Regions from separate parts of the Mus musculus genome. Here region 1 is linked to region 2. The links are chromatin contacts, called in public promoter capture Hi-C maps. All regions are on one chromosome and are shown on one strand. The core of a region is the stretch at or near the end of the contact, and the rest is flanking DNA. Distances in the headings are between cores, read along the strand shown.

Region 1 (3,769 bases), core at 844-3,343, 2.4 Mb after region 2:
ATACATATACAAGCACACGTGAGAACTTTTACAAATACATTTGTAATTTACAATGTTAGAACAGTAATTCTCAGGTCTTGCTACTCCAATGAACGCACTCCAAACTTTGATTTCTTTTTTTTTTTAATTAGGTATTTATTTCATTTACATTTCCAATGCTATCCCAAAAGTCCCCCACATGCTCCCCCATCCACTCCCCCACCCACCCACTCCCACTTCTTGGCCCTGGCCTTCCCCTGTACTGAGACAGATAAAGTTTGCACGACCAATGGGCCTCTCTTTCCACTGATGGCCGACTAGGCCATCTTCTGCTACATATGCAGCTAGAGACAGGAGCTCTGGGGGGTACTGGGTAGTTCATATTGTTGATCAACCTATAGGGTTGCAGATCCCTTTAGCTCCTTGGTTACTTTCTCTAGCTCCTCCATTGGGGGCCCTGTGCTCCATCCAATAGCTGACCCTGAGCATCCACTTCTGTGTTTGCTAGGCCCTGGCATAGTCACACAAGAGACAGCTCTATCTGGGTCCTTTCAGCAAAATCTTGCTAGTGTATGAAATGGTGTCAGCGTTTGGAGGCTGATTTTGGGATGGATCCCTGGATATGGCAGTCTCTAGATGGTCCATCCTTTCGTCTCAGCTCCAAACTGTGTCTCTGTAACTCCTTCCATGGGTATTTTGTTCCCAATTCTAAGAAGGGGCAAAGTGTCCACACTTTGGTCTTCATTGTTCTTGAGTTTCATGTGTTTTGCAAATTGTAACTTATATCTTGGGTATTCTAAGTTTCTAGGCTAAGATCCACTTATCAGTGAGTACATATCATTTGAGTTCTTTTGTGATTGAGTTACTTCACTCAGGATAATGCCCTCCAGATCCATCCATTTGCCTAGGAATTTCATAAATTCATTCTTTTTAATAGCTGAGTAGTACTCCATTGTGTAAATGTACCACATTTTTTGTATCCATTCCTCTGTTGAGGGGCATCTGGGTTCTTTCCAGCTTCTGGCTATTATAAATAAGGCTGCTATGAACATAGTGGAGCATGTATCTTTCTTACTAGTTGGAACATCTTCTGGATATATGGCCAGGAGAGGTACTGTGGGATCCTCCGATAGTACCATGTCCAATTTTCTGAGGAACTGCCAGACTGATTTCCAGAGTGGTTGTACAAGCTTGCAATCCCACCAACAATGGAGGAGTGTTCCTCTTTCTCCACATCCTCACCAGCATCTGCTGTCACCTGATCTTAGCCATTCTGACTGTTGAGAGGTGGAATCTCAGGGTTGTTTTGATTTGCATTTCCCTGATGATTAAGGATGTTGAACATTTTTTTCAGGTGCTTCTCAGCCATTCGGTATTCCTCAGATGAGAATTCTTTGTTTAGCTTTGAGCCCCATTTTTAATGGGGTTATTTGATTTTCTGGAGTCTACCTTCTTGGGTTTTTTATATATATATTGGATATTAGTCCCCTCAAACTTTGATTTCTATGTGCCAACTAGAGATTGCTTTTCCTAGTCTACATTTTCAAAAGTGTCCAGGTAATTTTTGATACGAAGCCAGGTTGTATAACCAGTCGTGTAACTATTAAGAAAATTTAGAGGCTGACATAGAATGTTTGGAGCTAGAAATGTCGCTCCATGTTTCAGCAGCACAGCCAGGGAACGGATTCCTTCGCTTTATACTTCCTGCTTTGGAAGACAGTCCAGGCAATGTGTAAGAACCGGTTTTGAAGTTTACCGAGCAAGTCTTAATTCCATCATGGCCACCTGCTGGCTTTTATCTTTAGACACATTACTTAATCTTTAAGCGGGTCAGTTTCTTGGTCTGTAAAAAGGGAGGCGTTAGGGTTTGGTACAGTCCTTATTCTGTGGCACACAATGTTGGCTGCTTGGTGTACAAGAACGCCACTAGATTCGTCCAGGAGCAGAAGTCTACTGCAGGCACACCCTCTCCATCTGGCTGTTGGGAAACCAGGAGACTTGCTAGTGTGTTTAAGGGGCGCCGTAGCTACACAGGATTTAGACAAGCGCTGGTCCTGCGGCGACATGGCCGCAGCGCACGCCCACTAGGGGGCGCCCGAGCGACCTGAGCTCTTGCGCCAACCGCGCGGCGCCCACGCGCGTGCTCACTGGGGACGCGGAACCTCCGCCTCCGCCGTCGCGGCCTTCAGTGCGGGCGCCCCAACGAGACTTCTGTTTTCCCGCTGCCTCGCCCCAGGCTCACTCGGCCGCAGCCCCAGCACCTGCGCCGCGGCGGCCCTCGCTCCGTGGGCCGCGGACGCCCCGGCCCGATGCTGCGCTGGCTGATCGGAGGAGGCCGCGAGCCGCAGGGCCTAGCCGAGGTAATGCGCGGGGGCCCGGGGGCGGGGCCGGGGCGGGGCCTGCGGCGAGCGCCGGAAGCGGCTGCTCAGGGCCACCTGGCCTCTGCTAAGAAACTGGGACTTAACTACAAACCAGCAGGAGTGACTGCCACTCTTGATTTATTTGAACCGATAAGTCTTCTCAGCCGGGACTCGAATTTGCTTAAGGAACGTAAATTTAACTAGTTGCTTTCCGAGAAGCTAAGTGAGAAAATGATTTCTGTTTATTTAGTACATGTATGGTCTCATCGTCACATTGAAAAAATAATTTTGTCACCTTAAAAATGTTGACATCTGAAATTTACTTCATGTGCCACACAACAATTTGTGTTACACTTCCTTCCTTATAGGAAGCATTTTACAGTTTGGATTATTGCAAACTTGGCAGTTTTAACTTCCTCATAGCTTTGACATTGACACGTGATTTTTTTAAATCACTTATTTTATATAATTTGAAGTCCTTAGGGTTATGGAAGAATTGTGGATTATTGAATGGACACATAACATATATTTGACTATTTGCTTATTTAGTGAATACACTATTTTATTCAGTTCTGTCATACCTGGTAAAACTCTCACATAATTGAGTGACAGCTAGAAAAGAGACCAGATAAATGCAAAACCATCACCATGGGATAGCATGCTGGATCTTACGTTTTCTTTTCCACACAAAAGTACTTCAATTGTGTAACTGCCTTGAATATGTACACTATAAGAGCTGGTGATTTTTCCTAATGAATGAGAGAACATTACTTATGAATTACAGTCAGCCTTCCAGTCTAAGTGATTCTCAGTCCTGGGGTAATCTTGTCCCCAGAGGATAGTACAGTGTCTACTGTTGGCCATGGGTAGGTGTGATGGGGGCACTGTGTATAGAAGAAGGATGCTGCTGTCTATCCTAACACCCAGGAGAGGTCTCAGGAACAGAAACTTAACGTAGTCCAAACTCGCTTGTCAGACTTAAGAAACCTTGGTTAAGAACAAAGCTTCTTATGGTGAAATTGTACTGAATTTGCCTCCAGAAAGGGGGCCAATTGAGACTTCCCCTGTAGAGTTAAGTTACGAGGTGTGTGTCGTTAGCACAGGCTGCTGTGCTGCCTTCTGGAGGACTCTGCATGCAGGACCTGTCCCCCAGTCTTGTCGCCCAGAGGACACATGAGTCTGCTTTCACTACTACATTTAATCATTAAAGCAGACATCTGAGTGCTTGCAGTGGGCTGCGTTTGTCTGTATTTGATTCATTTAGTCTGCAGCTTTGTTTCTAACAAAGCGTGTGTGTGTGTGTGTTTATGTGTGTTTATGCGTGTGTTTCTGTGTGGGAGTGCACATGTTGAATGTTTGAGTGTATGCATCTGTGTTTGCATATGTCTGTCTGAAAGCATTGTGTTTGCATGTGTGTAAGTATGCGTGTA
Region 2 (3,329 bases), core at 131-2,630:
AAGGAGATAATTTTATTATTTTCCTTAAAAATGATATAAAATATTCTAACAATATAAAAATAATAAAAATATATTAGAAGGCAGTTGGACACTAGACTGTAAGGGGTATAAAATTGTGAAAGACAGTAATATGATCATGAAGAAAATGTTCAATGTACATTAGAATTAGAATTTAAAAACAACCAAGATTTTTTAATATAATAAAGTATTTGCTTCATTGTATGACTATTTTTAAGTGAATATGTGAAGAAAAAAAAGAATTTCCAGAGTTTTAATTTTCAAAATGGTAAATATTCTGCATTAACAATTACATTTTCTTGAATATTTTTCAATTGTCATTATCTTCAACCATATAGGATACTATGTGTAATTGGCATTATGACTGGGGACAAAAAAATTAGTTTTATTTGTAAGGTAGCTACTTCAAAAGATTGTTTTTGCTCATATTATTATGTGTATAGTAAAAAAATGTAATGGGTATATGTGTACAGCTTTTAAAAACATGGGAAAGGTGAGCAACACTCTTATCATTTTAAGTTTAAAATGCAACAGGGGCCAAAAAAAAAAAAAAAAAAAAAAAAAAAGGACAAAGAAAAATGTCAAAATGGTAAGCGGCTGGTTACTTTTGCACGGTGGAATGGTGACTAGCTCATTCCTAATTCCCTCCTCTAATTTTTAAATAGCTTGCCACTAAATGTGTAGTTTAATATCAAAGAGAAGGGGGAAAAAAGAAGTTATGTGAAAAATCGGACAGACACGATCAAACCACTAAACTTTTGCCAACTCGAGAAATGCCAAACTCAGCCGAGTAAGTGACGGAACCGGATGACATCACCAACTTATTCTTTGAATTAAAAGATGAAGTTAATATTTAAATTTACGGGCTGGTTTTCTGACATGGCTAACCAAGAACATGAGTCTGGAATGTAACAAATTGCAATCACGGTCGCACAAACAGGTTAACTGTTAAAAGTTAAGGTCATCTCTTCAGAGGCACCAAAGACAGCGAGCGAACACTGAGGCATCAGTGAAACGGAGGAGGCGGCGACAACAGGCGCCGCGGGGACTCGCGGGATCCAGTGCGGCCCGACCCGGCCCAGCCCAGCCCGCGATGGGGTCGGGTATCTCGGCCGCACAGAGCCCAGGGTGGCAGGCGGGTCCCGGAGGAAGGCGAGGCCGGGCCGTCGCAGCCTAGCGAGTCCGAGGCCGCCCCGCCCCTCCGCCCGCAGTACGCTGAGGAGAGGCCGGTGGCGGCTCCGAGGCTCTTACCTCCCCACACCCCGCCGAGCTCTCGGGGACTCGACGCGACGCCGCAGTGAGGCGTGAAGAGTAACCCGGCCACGACACCCAGGACAGCGCGACGCCAGCCTAGAGCTCGTCCCCAGCCGACCTAGCAGAGAAGGGCGCAGGCGCAGAGAATGCTTCCCGCTGCCACGCCCCCTCCGGGAGGCTTGATCTATGCGCATGCGCGCTGCTCGGGTCCGAGCCAGTCCACGCGGGCGCGCCGGAAGTGGCCAGGCGACTCCGTTGGGATCCTGCGCTCGGACGCTGTTCCAAGGACGCTCTTCTGCTGGCCTCAGGAGGTGACTAGTGCCACAGCTCAGCTGACCCGGCACTCCGGTTTGCACCAGCCAAATCCAGCGGCCGACACTGTATCTCACCTCCGGGCAGCTCCTAAATGCCGGTCCTTGGGTGAGCGGATTGGCCGACGCCGCCCTGCACTTCTGGCTGTACTTCTGCATTTCCAACCCTCTGTAGCCTCCAGAGCGGCTGCTGTCTAAAACCAGAAGCCAGCTACCCTCTCGGAAGGAGATGCCCGATGCCTCGCGCGCGCTCTCTGCTTCGGCCTTCGCATTTTCACCACGAGTTTTCTAAAATTCAAAGAGAGCGAAGAGAAAATTAGTATCCGGACCAGCTTGGGGACTGCTGGCTCGCCTAGGCTTTCGAGAGATTACAAGCGTTATCGCTGCTGTGATTTGTACTCAAGAGACTTCACAGTCAGAGCTCAGGTCCTCAATTCAGTAATTGGCAACTGTAGTTTATCTTTCAGAGATTCTGCATCTCTACTTCTGGTTCCCCTTCTAAACTCTGATTTTTGCCAAGAGCAAAACTTTTGGTTGTGTAAGGTGACTGGCCTGTTCTTTGACAGACAATGCAAAAGAGATGCTTCGCTTACATTAGCTAATTAATCTTAAGAATAATTCCACAAGGGCTGGAGAGATGGCTCAGCCGTTAAAGGCTAGTCTCACAACCAAAAATATAAGAATAATTCTACAAAGTACAGTGTGTATTTTCACTTTTATACGTTGGACACTGTCACAGATAAAATGGGGCCGTCGTCTTTTTGGAACCTCAATTCAGAAGCAGTGGCTTGTGCATACAAATTAGGGGCAAAAGTATATAGTACAATGTAAGGACAAATAAGAGTTATTTTAAATGAACAAAACAACATTTTAAAGTATATGCAAATCAGTTCACAAAATAGCATGTCTACCACATTTTATTGATGTTCAAACTTAATATAGCAGAAACAGTGTATTCTCCATAAATCTGTTTTACCAATTTGCTTAATTTATAGATGAATTCATTGGTGAGAATAGTGTGGATACTCTCATATCCTGGTGTGGATATAAGTTAACACAAATTCACATATAAAGTAGGACTTTTGAAAGAACCTGCTTAGTAGCCAGGTACAGTAGCCCAAATTCCCTCCCCAGGAACACCTGTAAGGAGAAGCAAGGTAAAGACAGAACTTCCAGAAGGAAAGACAGAAACCAATGGGGACCTGAGAGGGAGAGCAGTCTGTCTGTCTTTCTTGCCTCACTCCTATTCTTGAAGTATGTTCTTGATATTGAAACTATGAATCCAGTCCCCTATTTCCTCCTTCTTTTTTCACTACCTGAATTTGAATTCTAGTTCTGCCACTCATTAGCTTTGTTACTGAAAGCTAGACACTCTCTTAGTAAGAGTATGATACGAATAATGTGTAACCTGAGATATCCACATAGCACAATTGAATCACTGATGATCCTATTGGCTCAGTCCTTTTCATGAATTGTTGGATTCTATTCATGTTGGTATGTTTTATGGTTTGTGTATGCTCAGCTCAGGGAGTGGCACGATTAGAAAGTTTGGCCCTATTGGAGTAGGTGTGGCCTTGCTGGAGTAGGTGTGTCAATGTGAGTGTGGGCATTTAACATCCTCAATCTAGCTGCCTAGAAGTCAGTCTTCCACTAGCAGCCTTCAGATGAAGATGTAGAACTCTCAGCTCCGCCTGCATCACTTCTGCCTAGATGCTGCCATGTCCCTGCCTTAATGTTAATGGACTG

What was found. Promoter capture Hi-C pulls out the DNA fragments that hold promoters and counts their contacts.
Region 1: a contact with region 2 is called in a promoter capture Hi-C map of liver, with 4 times the contacts expected there. The contact joins the promoter of Wdr41 here to the promoter of Zfyve16 in region 2. A contact is called at or near these places in 2 of 39 promoter capture datasets (liver and pre-B cells).

The regions. Positions count from the first base shown.
Region 1 is chr13:94,974,251-94,978,019 of GRCm38.p6, forward strand. Wdr41 (WD repeat domain 41) reads left to right here and starts at 2,094. Exons shown (of 14, transcript NM_172590.3): 1 at 2,094-2,339. The coding sequence starts at 2,289.
Region 2 is chr13:92,529,430-92,532,758 of GRCm38.p6, forward strand. It overlaps Zfyve16 (zinc finger, FYVE domain containing 16), which reads right to left and starts at 1,381. Exons shown (of 18, transcript NM_173392.4): 1 at 1,270-1,381.